2 separate regions of the Sus scrofa genome follow, and region 2 is linked to region 1. A link is a contact called in public Hi-C data. All regions are on one chromosome and are shown on one strand. The core of a region is the stretch at or near the end of the contact, and the rest is flanking DNA. Distances in the headings are between cores, read along the strand shown. Region 1 has its middle 88 kb from the start of ETS2. Region 2 has its middle 81 kb from the start of PSMG1.

Region 1 (6,823 bases), core at 2,821-5,320:
AAACAGGCAAACAGAAAGGGGAAAGGCAGGAGGGCATGGTTTTATATCAGGTTGAGCCAACGAGGGTGTGTCCTGCTTTCAGAGTCTCACAGTTTTAATTCTCCAAAGTTCACCGCTTGAATGATGCGCTTATTTGAGGGTTACGACTGGCGCGTTGATGAATAAAGCTTTCCCAGAATCTCTCATAAGTTCAGTTGCTGGGTTCCACCTCCCATCACCATCCAAGCCCTCCCATCACCACCCACCTTTTTCATCGTCTACCAACACACTTTCAAGGAGAAGTCTTTATATTTATTTGTTTGAAAGGAAGGTTTGTCCAGAGTTGACGTTGGATGGTTTAACAGATCCCTGATGTTCTGTTTCCTGACATGCAAACATCTGTGGCTCCTTTTTTTTTTTTTTTTTAACCTCAAACCCCTGGCATTTCAAAAAGGATTTGCTGAATGCTTTAAATCTTAGAAATGCAGTTGGCACAATGAAAGATATCCAGTAAGTATTTGTTGAATGCAATATTGGAATGTCAATTGACGGGGTGAATGGCCTTCGGCATTGCAAGCTGCTGCCTCCCATAATGCCGGGGTTTTGAACCAGCAATCCTTTTTTTTTTTTTTTTTGCGTTTTAGGGCCGCATCTGTGGCACATGGAGGTTCCCAGACTAGGGATTGAATCAGAGCTGCAGCTGCTGGCCTCCACCCCAGCCACAGCAACACCAGATCTGAGCCTCATCTGCGACCTACACCACAGGTCACAGCAACACCAGATCCTTAACCCACTGAGTGAGGCCAGGGATCGAACTTCTTTCGAAGTAGGATTGCTAGATTATATGGTACTTTTATATTTAGTTTTCTGAGGAACATCCATACTGTTTTTCATGGTGGTGGTACCAACTTACATTCCCACCAATAGTGTAAGTGTGTTCCTTTTTCCCCACATCCTCTCCGGCATTTATTGTTTGTAGGCTTTTTGATGATGGCATGATGTGACCCCTCACTGTATTTTTGATGTGCATTTCTCCAGTGATTGGCAATATTGAGCATCTCTTCACCGACTTTTTGGCCATCCGTGTAAATTCTTTTAAAATGATTTTTTTCCTCCACTGATTTTAAAGTGATGTATGCATGAAGAGGCCATGTAGTGTGATGGTTAAGGCCCTCTGGCGTCAGGAGCTGGCTTTAGATCCTGGCTCCCCTATGTAGTAGGAGTGTAGCCACAAGCAGTTTATTTAGTCTCACTCTTGCTTCCTTTCTTTCCGTCTGTAAAATGGGAACAATAGTCCACCTAAGTAAAATGGCTTTTGTGAGAGTAAATGAATGAATACACATTAAATATTTAGAGATGTCCTTAGCACAAAGTAAATGCTCAGTTAACCTGGTGAAAATTTGACAAGTTTGGAAAAGTCTGATGAAGAAAATACAGTCACCCATTTTCCACCACTCCCAGAACCAGGTAAATAACATTTTGCTTTGATCCTTCCCTATCCATTTTATAACCTATTTGGGGGTGTGCTGTTTATGAAAATGCTCATGGCTTTGTTTCACTTAACATGTCACCAGGACTTATTTTTATTATTTAAATTATTGGTAAGCATTCCGTGCCCCGTACTATGAACCATTTCCCTGTTGTTGGATACTTGGGTTTTTTCCCCAAATATCAAAAAACATTTAAAACAACTTATTTCTACCTTTATTATTTGGAATTATCTCTTGACTATAGAGCTGTTTTATCCTGTTAGTGAAGTAACGAGCATTTTTAAAAACCTTTCAGAACACAATGTATTAGACACGGGAGTGTCGAAACATGGTGGGGATGAAGCTTTTTTATCCCCGTCTTGGGAGGAATGTGATGAGGTATGAGACACGGTAATGGAGTAATAGACATTGAGCACATGTTCTTGGCCCAGAATCTGTCCCAAGTGCTTTACATGTATTAACCTGCAGCTTGACGCCTCCTGGAGAGTGACCGTTACTTTGATTTAAGCGATGCAAAAACTGAGGCACTGAAGAGGTTAGATGACCTGCCCTCGGTCACCCCTCTAATAATCTGCAGTGATGGGATTTGATCCCAGGAAATCTACTTGCAGAAATTGTATTCCCAGCTGGTTAATATACATGGTCTTTATATAGACAGATAAACAGACAGACAGACAGATAGGGAGATAGATGATAGATAGATAGATAGATAGATAGATAGAAAGATAGATAGATAGATAGAAAGAAATACATTTTTTTTTTTTTATGGCCGCACCCACCACATACGAGAGTTCTTGGGCCAGGAATTGAATCCGAGCCTCAGCTGTGACCTACGCCGCAGCTGTGGCAAATGCTAGATCCTTTAACTTGCTGCTCTGGGCCGGGGATCAAAGCCCCGCCTCCACAGTGATCCAAGCTGCTGTGGTCAGATTTTTAACCCACTCTGCCACAGGGGGAACTCCTCTACATGGTCTTTTCATGGGGGGTTTTATTCTAGGTATTTAATCAGGCACATGATTGCTGCTTCCCTTCCCTTCTTTATCTGGAAGAAAATAGGTCAAGCAAATTTTGGTAAACTGATACCTTTTCTGAACCTAGTGGCCAAAGTTTAGACAGGCTTTCATGTAACGAACAATTTAGGCATTTGGTTTTCTGAACGCTAATTTAGAGCTGGATCAGGATATCAGCAGGTTGCTTCCCACCCTATTTTAAATTGGATCATGGTATAACTTTGAGAAAATGACTACATTGTTTTCAAATAAGTCTTTTTTTTTTTTTTTTTCCAACCAACCAAGATCCTGTCCTTCCCAGACGTGAACACATTTGAGCAGCAGGCTTTCCTTCCATGTCTCTGCCTCCTTCTCCAAACTGCACAACAATAGATAACAACCCCACATCTGGATGCACCCTTGGGGGGCCACAGGAGAGTTGAGTTTGGGAGGAGAATCCAAGGGCACAGACATTCCAAGGGTGTTTCCTGGAAAAAAGGTCTTGGTTTTTCCTTCTTACAGAACCCAGCTCCTCCTGGAATGGAGGGCCCCTGTGGGTTGGAAAAAGAAGTTAGAGAAAATTTTTAAGGAACAAGGGACAAAGTGAAATAGAAAATTAGGAAATGATAGAGGATCTGGCTCTCTTTTCTGACTGCAAAATCTGTCTTGAACTTGCGAGTTTCTGGAAGAGGTGCGGGCTATTCCGCTCAATTTGTATCGTGGCTCAGCCTCCTCAAGAGTGGTTATTGCCCTGGAGGATGCTGGCCTTTTTTTTCATTCTTTTTTTTTTTTTTTTTTTATCATTATTCTTGCTTATTGCATCACTGTGAGCCACAGGCCTCTTTGCCCTTCCCTAGGTTTTCTAAGAATTGAAAGAAGTTTTTATAATTATGACATCAATTAGAGGTTATTCAGAAATTGGAAAGGAATCCAAATGTACACATCTCCGGATAGTTTAGTTTATTCTTATAAAGGGCAGGGATGCAGAAAATGCTTTGTTTATTGAGAAAATTCCAGGTTTGGGCAACATTCCATTTTAGAAGTCTTTTCTTGAAAAATATGCAGACTTAAGCTAAATGTACAATCCTAGCTTTTAGGAGCACTTCCTTCCTTAAATTGAACATTCGCCAGCTGCATAGATCACAACTACGGCTGGGATCTGATCCCTGGCCCAGTAACTTCATATGCCACGGGGTGGCCAAAATTTTTTTTTTTAAAAGCGCTTCTGCCTATGTGGCTCTTTTTTCAGGTTTATTTAAATAGAGACGAGAATTAACTGTATTTCAACAGTGATCAGAAAGACAGATTTTTTTTACTTGCAAAAGACAATCATAATTATGTAAGGTAATAAGTCACAGGAAAAATTATCCCCTTGAGTTCATTTGCATATGAAAGGCACACACATTCATTTGAAAAGGCCTCTCATTACACTTGAAAGGCAGAAATGGGGGTTAATGCTAAAATACTGAATTCTAATGACGCTCTCTCCGGCTTTTGTTCCTGGCTTTTACTGCACAGCGGGCCCCAGGCCGCACGCTGGGCCAGAAGCAAGCCAAGCCTCTTACTCCCAAGTCAGGGCCTGGCATTCCTGCCGCCAAGGGGCAGTCGTTTTCATGCAAGCGGTTTCTTTTCCCGCCGCTGCCCCAGCCGCTGGGCTAGGTCCTGGCTGCTCTGGCGTCTCCTTGTATCCAATTGCCAGGTCTCCCTCTGAAGCGCCCACTCAACGTGGGCCCTTTTATTCTCCTTTTTGCAGAGTCCTGTCTTCGCAGCAGCGGAGGCTCACCCAGCATGGCTTCCAGATGCTTCTCCCTTTCGCCCCATCGAGACGTTTCTCACCATCTCAAGTCCGCACCTTCAGGATGCCAGTTTAGAAGCACCATTTGCCTCGCGCGCCACCGTCTGGCCTAAAGGGGAACGACCTCTGCCCGTGGCTGAGGATCAGCTTTGAAAAGGGCTAATGTGGCATTTCTAGTTTTTGTCCAATATCTGTCCTTACCCATTTTCTGTAAAGTGACTGTGATGGATATTCTCGCTTACTAATGAAGGCAGTTTTCCTCTATACATTCCTCTTGCAATAGTTTGGGTTTAGAGATACTGAAATAAGAACCTATACCGTCAACTAAAAATCATATAAATTGCATCATTTATAAAGCAATTTGTGGGCAGGATACAATATGCTTTGGTGTCTTAAAAATGCAGTAACACAATCATGCAGGCAATACTCTTTTCTCACCCATAGTCTCATAGATTGTGTCTACGGCAGGGTAGGTATAAAGGGAAATAGTTCACCCTTCCCGTGGCTCCTGGCATCCCAGCTCCTTGGTGGCCAGGTCACAGTGCTGATTCTACAGACCCAGGTTCCAGAATGAACTGGATTGGAAGGTTTTAAAAAGTGTGTACACCGGATGGCATGTGTGTTTGTGTGTGTGTGCACATGCTTTGTGAGCTGACCCCCTGGGCTGCTAAAAGGAAATTTAGGAATTCTATTTATACTTTTTTTTAATCTCATACTTCAACATTTACATTTTATAATGTACATAAACTTATTAGAACAGTTGTCCTATATCATTTACAAATTAGTATTTTAATTTGGGGGAGGGTCTTTTTTTAGGGGCACACCCATGGGCACATGGAGATTCCCAGGCTAGGGGTCAAATCTGAGCTGCAGTCACCGCCCTATGCCCACAGCCACAGCAACATCAGATCTTAGCCGTGTCTGCAGCCTACATCACAGCCCATGGTAACACAGGATCCCCAACCCACTGAGCAAAGCCAGGGATTGAACCTGCATCCTCATGGATGTTAGTCAGATTTGTTTCGGCCGAGCCACAACAGGAACTCCACAAATTAGTATTTTAAAAGGTATTAAGCACAGCAAAGAAAATCATGGACTTGGAGAATAGACTTGTGGTTGCCAAGGGGAAGGGGGAGGGAGGGGGGTGGTTGGGGAGCTTGGGGTTAATTGATGCAGACTGTTGCCTTTGGAATGGATGAGCAATGAGATCCTGCTGTGTAGCCCTGGGAACTATGTCTAGTCACTTAGGATGGAGCCTGATAATGTGAGAAAATAGAATGTGTACATGTATGTGTAACTCAGTCACCATGCTATACAGTAGAAAAAAAAATGTATTGGGGAAATTAAAAAAATTAAAAGATATTAAAAATACAGAGTAAGAAATGCTTAATTGGAGTTTCCATTGTGGCTCAGGAGGTTAAGAACCTGACATAGTGTCCTTGAGGATGTGGGTTCGATCCCTGGCCTCGATCAGTGGCTGAAGAATCCAGCACTGCCGCAAGCTGCAGCATAGGCCACGGATGCAGCTCTGAGCCAGCGTTGCTGTGGCTGTGATGTAAGCCTCAGCTGCAGCTCCACGTTGACCCCTTCTATGTGCCTTAGGCAGCGCTGAAAAGGAGAGAAGAAAAGTAAAGAGGAAGAAATGATTTGTGGATAAAAGTTTGTGACTAAAATGCATTCACATTTTAAATGCCTAAAAGCGCATTGAACTTAAAGATGGTCTCGGCATGGCCCTAACTGGCACTGCAAGGCAGCATAACAGATGCCCAGGCAGCTGGAATAGGGTCTGGGCTGCAGATGGTTAACCAGCCTCTCCCTCTAGGTGGGGGACCAGAGTGAGGTTAGACTCAAAGGAGATTCGGAATCGGCTTCTGTCAGGCTCATTATGAAACCTGAACGTCATTTCACATCTGTGAGGTTTCTCTTCTGCTAAACTAGTGTGGAAGGAGAATTAGCTCAGCCTTGGACACCAGGTGGGGTGGGTGTGTTGAGAATAATCAGTGATCGGGAGCTTGGGCTCAGCTTAAGGTGTTCACAGTTAAGTCCAACGTTCACTTGAACTGAAGAATGATGTAAAAGTTCAAAATACAAGAGTAAATGGAAAAGATCTGTGGACTAAAAAAAAAACTACAACCTGAAAGTTGAGAGTTAAATTTTGTTTTTTGTGTTTTTTGTGTGTGTGGGTTTTTTTTTTTTTTTTTTTTTTTTTTACCTGTTTAGGGCTGCACCTGTGGCATATGCAGGTTCCCAGGCCGGTCTATACCACAGCCACAGCAACCCTGGATCCGAGCCTTGTTTGTGACCTACACCAAGTCGCAGCTCACGGCAACAACGGATCCTTAATCCACTGAGTGAGGCCAGGTATCAAACCCGCATCGTCATGGATGCCAGTTGGGTTCGTTAACCGCTGAGCCACGACGGGAACTCTGAGAGTTAAGTGTTATTTGGGGTGAAATTAGGACTTAAGCCCGGGAGACAGCATCTCAGGTAGCCCTGAGAAACTGCTCCCAGGAGGCGCGGGGGGAGCTAGGATATAGGAATTTTTGCAACAACGGGGAGATAGTAGGAAC
Region 2 (6,823 bases), core at 1,586-4,085, 320 kb before region 1:
CTGTGGGATTTTTTTTTTTTTCTGTCTTTTCTAGGGCTGCACCTGTGGCATATGGAGGTTCCCAGGTCAGGGGTCTAATTGGAGCTGTAGCCGCCGGCCTACACCAGAGCCACAGCAACGTGGGATCCGAGCCACGTCTGCGACCTACCCCACAGCTCACGGCAACGCTGGATCCTTAACCCCTGAGTGAGGCCAGGGATTGAACCTAAAACCTCATGATTCCTAGTCAGATTTGTTAACCACTGAGCCACAACAGGACTCCGGGATTTTGATTTTCTTTCTTCCTCCCTCCTTCCTTCTTTCCTTTCTTCTTCTTTCTCTTTCTTTCTTTCTTTCTTTCTTTCTTTCTTTCTTTCTTTCTTTCTTTCTTTCTTTCTTTCTTTCTTTCTTTCTTTCTTTCCTTCTTTCTTTCTTTCTTTCTTTCCTTCTTTCTTCCTTCCTTCCTTCCTTCCTTCCTTCCTTCCTTCCTTTCTGGCTGTACTCCCGGCATATGGAAGTTCCTGGTTCAAGGACTGAATCTGAAAAGCAGCTATATCTCAATAAGATAAATTTTGAAAAACTGCAAAAAAAAAAAAAAAAAAAGGATTGAATCTGAGCTGCAGCTTCCACCTATGCCACAGCTTCAACCTACGCTGCAGCTGTGGTATCACCAGATCCTCTAACCCACTGCACTCCAGGCCAGGGATTGAACCCAAGCCTCTGCAGTGGCCCTAGCTGCTGTGGTTAGGTTCTATCCCACTGTGCCACAATGGGAACTCCCAGGATTTTGATTTTCTTACAATTAACCGAAAAGGATGCCCACCCTTTGTGACCCACTTTAAAATGGAATGCCTCAAGGGAGTTCCCTGGTGGTCTAGTGATTGGGACTCGATTTCACCACTGCGGCCTGGGTTCAATCCCTGGTCTGGGAATTGAGATCCCACATCAAGCCACTGCATGTGACAGCAAAAAGAAAAAATAAAAAGAAAAAAAAAATTGAGCACCTGTAGAAAAATGAAAGGCATAAAGCCCAAACCTCAAGAACCCCAGCATGATGGATGGACGGCTGAGAGGAAGCCCTGGGCGTCACCCTCATGGACCCCGCCTCATCATGGACTTCCCAGGCACCTGCTGGGGATTCTGGGGCATGGGAATTTTCTGTAACAATAGGCTACTTGTAAAATTTTTTTTACAAACCCACAAGCTGTGGGAGCTCTAGGTAAGTGTTGTGAAATCAGGATGCTATTCTGCGGGCTGACATGTCAGGGATTGGTTGCAGTTTCTATCCCCCCCATCCCCACCCACTAGGGCTGTTAGCTGGTGCTGAAAGCCGGAAAAGTCAATATTCTAATTTTTGCTTCCTGAGCAGATGAATCCTGGGTTCCTGAAAGTGCAGGTCTTTTTGGGGTACAAATTGCCCTTGTCCCTCGTGCCTCTTGGAGAGGAAAGACGCAGAGCGGCCCTGGCCTGTAACTATTAGAGCCCCTTTCCTCATTTTTCAATCGATGGTGGAATTTGACTGTTGCCGTTGGAATTGATTTTATGTATCTGTGTCTTCAGGAAATGCATGGACATCTCACTGCTCTCTTTACATAAAATGCTTGTTGATGGACTCTTCTGCTTCTGCTGTCCTGGCCACCGTCCCCAGGCGACACGATGGGGTCATGGAATTGAACCCTCTGCCTTTCCTCTCACTGGCTTCAGGAGTTCCTAAAAGATGCCTTAGAGGGGGGCTTCCAGCTGAATGTCACTGAGAGAAGTTTAGCAAAATATGTGTATGCGTACGTGCATATGTATGTGTGTGTGTGTGTGTGTGTGTGTGTGTGTGTGTGTGTGTATGTGCATGCATGTGAGTGTAACTGGGGAGATTTCTCCAAAGGATACTTAAACCTTTAATATCCACACGCACGCTAACATTTTTGGTTCCAGTCTAGGTGCAAATGCCTGTAGCCGTGTATGTATCCATGCAGGTGTGTGTGTACACATGTATGTGTGGCTGAATCATTTTAACACAATACACTCACCCTACATAGGCTATACATTCTGACATATTCCTTTCTTTCTTTCTTTCTTTCTTTTTTTGCTTCTTATGGCCTCCCCCGCGGCATTTGGAAACCCCCAGGCTAGGGGTTGAATCGGAACTGCAGCTGCCAACCAAAGCCACAGCCACAGCAATGCGGGGTCTGAGTTGCATCTGCGACCTACACTGCAGCTCATGGCAATGCCAGATCCTTAACCCACTGAGCGAGGCCAGGGATCGAACCTGCATGCTCTTGGATACTTGTCAGGTTCTTAACCCACTGAGCCACCATGGGAACTCCCTGACATATTCTATTCCTATTCCATTCTTGTGCCATTTTTATTGGTTGTTGGCTGTGACTGTCTCAGTTGATTTCATGACTTGCTGGTGGGTTGAGATCTTGTACAGATGCTGCTGGAGAACGGGACTTTGCAGGCGTGGGCAGGATGCATTGAGGCTTGGGATGCAACCAAGGAATTCCTGGGGTGGGGTGCGGCGGGGTGGCCTGCTTCTAGTGTTTTCTGCATTGGGGCACCTCCTCTTTCCTTCTGGCCTTGACCTCTGTCTGCCTTTGTTTCCATCAGACTAATTTTTTCCCTTTTAACCTCAGGCCATCAGCCTGATCCCTTGCCCCTACGGCTGCTCTGGTCTCCGCGGGGTCTGCCCTACCTCGCCCTGGCCTGGGTGAGAGGCAGGGGCAGGGGGCACGGTGGCTGGGAGACTTTTGATTGACTGCGGGCGCCTAGCCTCATGGCCACTGCAGATGGTGTGGCTCAGTCGGGCCACTCTAGATCACCGCCCAGCTTGACAGACCAGGAAGCCCTGCCTCCAGCTCACTGACGCACCGCACGTCCAGATCCAGCAGTAAGTAGGGGAAAGGGCAGCCTCTCCAGCCCAGACCTGCCTGGCCCCAGGCTGGGGGTTTTCATCACTGCACTGCCCAGACTCCCTTTGCCTTTTTTGGAGACAAAGGTTTAAGGGAAGAGCCCTGATAATGCCCTTGGAAGGAGGGCCCTCTCTTCATGGGAAACAGAGCCTTAGAATTCAGTCCTCAACTTTGCCGGCCTTAGGGGACTTTCCAGGAAGTCATGGGATGTGAACTTGATTTTGCTTTTAACACCAGGTCTGATAAAGGCTGTAGTCACTGTGCTTTTGTTTGTCGGCAGTTTCCTTGCCTATTCTTTTTTTGGTGGGGGCACGCCCATGGCATGTGGAAGTTCCCAGGCCAGGGATGGAACCTGAGCCACAGCAGCAATCAGAGCCACAGCAGTGACAACACTGGGTCCTTAACTGCAAGGCCACCATGGAACTCCTTCATTGCCTATTCTCTGTGTACCTGTATGTGGTGGGGGTACCTACTGGTATTTGACTGGTTTGGCAGGTGGGGGATCATGCTGGGGAGGTTTGGTATTTCTGAGGAAGCGCAGTGCTGTCCAGCCATCAGATAGGCTGCTCTGTACAGGTCATGAGCTCCTCGTTACTGGAAGCATCCAAACCAAGTTGCCCAAACCTCCTGGAATGCACGGCTTGGAATACCAAGATGTAGCATGGTGCCTGTATTCAATAAGCACTCAGTGAATGCTTGTTGGATGAATGAGTTTCTGAGTGTGGGCACCCCTTCCAGCCCCCTGATGAATCTCAGGGAAGATGGTAGAGAAGGCATTGAGGAACTCATCAATCGATTCGTCAGCCTTTCGTCTTCAAAACCAACCCAGCCAGAGGGTGGCCCAGCTTTCCTCAAATTCAAGTCAGCTGCTTATGTCAGGGCACATCCCAGGGCTTCAGATCAGAAGTTCTCTGATCTGAACTGAAGTTCACAATCAGAAGTTCTCTTTTTTTTTGCCTTGATATTGATTCTTTAAACAAAGGTTTTTATTGAAATACAGTTGACTTACAATGTTGTGTTAGTTTCAAATGCACGAAAGTGAATTGATTATACACACACCCGCACACAAACATGCACACATATACGGGTATATATTTTTTTCTTATAGTCTCTTCTGTTATAGGTCGTTACAAAATACTGAGTGAAGTTCCCAGTGCTGTAGGTAGGTCCTTGTTGGTTATCTGTTGTATATGGTAGTGTGTATATTTTGATCCCAAACTCCTAATTTGCCTCTCTCTTGCTTTCCCCTTTGGTAACTATAAGTTTGTTTTCTATGTCTGTGGGTCTATTTTTGTTTTAAAAATAAGTTCATTTGTATTGTTTTTTTTAGATCTCATCTGCAAGCAATATTATATTTGTCTTTTTCATCTGACTTACTTCACTTAGTATGATAATCTCTAGGTCCATCTATGTTGCTGCAAATGGCATTATTTCTCTCTCTTTTTTTCTTTGCTTTTTAGGGCTGCACCTGTGGCATATGGATGTTCCCCGGCTAGGGGTCTAATTGGAGCTGCAGCTGCCAGCCTGTGCTGCAGCCACAGTAACGTCAGATCTGAGCCACGTCTGCAACCTACCCCACAGCTCATGACAATGCTGGATCCTTAACCCACTGAGTGAAGCCAGGGATCAAACCTGCAACCTCATGGTTCCTAGTCAGGTTCATTTCTACTGTGCCACAACAGGAACTCCTATTTTATTCTTTTTCATGTGTGAGTAATATTCCACAGCATATGTGTACCACATTTTCTTCATTCATTCTTCTGTCGATGGACATTGAATTTGCTTCCATGTCCTTACTATTGTAAACAGTGTTACAATGAACATAGGGATGCATGTATCTTTTTTAATTATAGTTTTGTCTGGATATATGCCCAGGAGTGGGATTGCTATATCATATGGTAATTTCTATTTAGTTTTCTGTTTTCTATACTGAACCTCCATACTGTTTTCTATAGTGGTTGTATCAATTTACATTCCCACCAACAGTGTAGAAGGGTTACCTTTTCTCTACATCTTCTGCAGCATTTATTGTTTGTAGACTTTTTGATGATGGCCATTCTGACAGATGTGAGGTGGTATCTTGTAGTTTTGATTGCATTTCTCTAATCATTAGCAATGCTGAGTATCCTGTCATGTGCCTTTTGGCCATCTGTAGGTCTTCTTTGGAGAAATGTCTGTTTAGATCTTCTGCCCATGATTTTGATGGGATAGTTCGAGCTTTTTTTGGATATTAATCAGGAAGTTCTTAGCATTAATAGTGCTGCCTCAGGTCCCTTCTGGCCCGAGCGAGGTCCATGTCCCTGACATCTCTAGTGGCACTGGAAATGTAAGCGTGTGAGTACCCATGGATATATGGAACGTGCGTTCTGTCCTGTCCTGCCCTGTCCTATCCTGGCCGGAGGAGGTCCATCCTTCATGGAATGGAGCACTTGGAAGAGGCCACATCCTTTTGCGGTCACCCCAGAGCCAAGGTTGACACACTCCAGCCTGAGGGCTGCATCTGGCCTGCTGCCTATTTATGTGAGTGAAGCTTTACGGGAGCCCAATAAGCATTTTACGTATTGTCTGTGGTTGCTTCACACTATAAAATCAGAGCTGAGGAGTTGCAACAGAGATCACAAGGCCCATGAAACCTAAAATATTTACTTATCTGGCCCTTGGAGGAATCATGGGCTGACCTTTGATCTACAGTAAGAAGGTTCAAGATAAGTTGAAAATATGATCAGCAGATATTGCACAGAATTCCCTGAAATTTGTAAGATCTCAGCAAGGTCGGCTATGTGATCAAAATGATGGGGTTTCAGAGCCACTCCATCCCGCGGTGTAGACCCCAAAGGATTGAAATCCGCATGAACAGTCATGGCGGCTTTATCCGCAATAGCCCAGCGATGGCAACCACCCAAATGACCATCACTGCACAGTAAATTGTTATTCGGCATGGCAAAGGATGAAGTGCTGACGTGGATGAGCCTCGAAAACATTACGCTAATTCAGAAGCCAGATATAAAAGAAAGGTCCAGAAGAGGTAAATCCAAAGAGACAGAAATAATTTTTAAAAATTGTATTGGAATATAGGTGACATACAGTGTTGTGTTAGTTTCAGATGTTCACCAAAGCGATGCAGTGATACATATATACGTAGATATGTACATATATATATGTACTATATATATATATAGATATGATACATATCTATATATAGATTATTTTTCAGATTCTTTCCCCATAGAGGTTATTACAGAGTATTGAGTAGATTTCCCTGTGCTGGACAGTAGGTCCTTGTTATTTATCTGTTTTATATATAGTAGTGTGTATATATTAATCCCAACCTCCTAATTTATCCCTCCCCCCCAACGTTTCCCCTTTGATAAACGTAAGAGACAAAAATAACTAGTGCTTTCCACAGGCTGGGGAGTGGAGGGGAAGACAGAGTGATCCCTTAATGGGTGTGGGGTTTTATTTGGGGGGATGAAAATGCTTTGGAGCTAGATGGATGTGATGGTTGCACGATCTTATGAACAGACTAAATGCCGTCGACTTTCTCTTTCAAATGATTAATTTTATGTTGTGTGAATTTCACTTCAATTGAAAAAAATAATGGGGATGCTAAACAGTTAGATACATCCTGGGGGGTCACGTGCAGCCTCAGAGTCCTTGGTGCTCCAGCCTCCCTGGTCTGTGATGCATTTGCAAGTGTGCATCTGTGATGCTCCCAAGTCCCTTTCGAGGCAACACTGCACATGTGGTTTCCTCAGGGCAGAGTTTTAGTCAGTAGGCAAGCAGAGTCTCATTACCCATCTTTGGAATTTCTCCATCACGGAGGTCCCATTAACTGCCAATTAATTTCCCCATTCCAAACTTCACGGTCCTTAAAGATTCCTGTACAAGCAATAGTTGTTTAGCTAAGAAGCCTAGTTTTCACAATGCACCCATGGGAA

What was found. Hi-C and Micro-C count contacts between places; a contact is called where the count stands out from the background.
Region 2: a Hi-C map of liver shows a contact between it and region 1, with 7 times the contacts expected there. The contact joins two enhancer-like sites. A contact is called at or near these places in 1 of 47 Hi-C or Micro-C datasets (liver) and 2 of 2 datasets of contacts at active chromatin or transcription factors (alveolar macrophages and skeletal muscle).

What each region holds. Positions count from the first base shown.
Region 1 is chr13:202,373,363-202,380,185 of Sscrofa11.1, reverse strand. No RefSeq gene overlaps it. Among named protein-coding and RNA genes, the nearest start is that of ETS2, 88 kb to the left of the region's middle. Within about 2 kb of position 4,070, at least 33 of the 83 cell types and tissues checked have an H3K27ac peak or open chromatin away from gene starts, as enhancers often do. A contact at or near this core is called in alveolar macrophages, liver and skeletal muscle, where this site is marked.
Region 2 is chr13:202,691,368-202,698,190 of Sscrofa11.1, reverse strand. No RefSeq gene overlaps it. Among named protein-coding and RNA genes, the nearest start is that of PSMG1, 81 kb to the left of the region's middle. Within about 2 kb of position 2,835, at least 27 of the 83 cell types and tissues checked have an H3K27ac peak or open chromatin away from gene starts, as enhancers often do. A contact at or near this core is called in alveolar macrophages, liver and skeletal muscle, where this site is marked.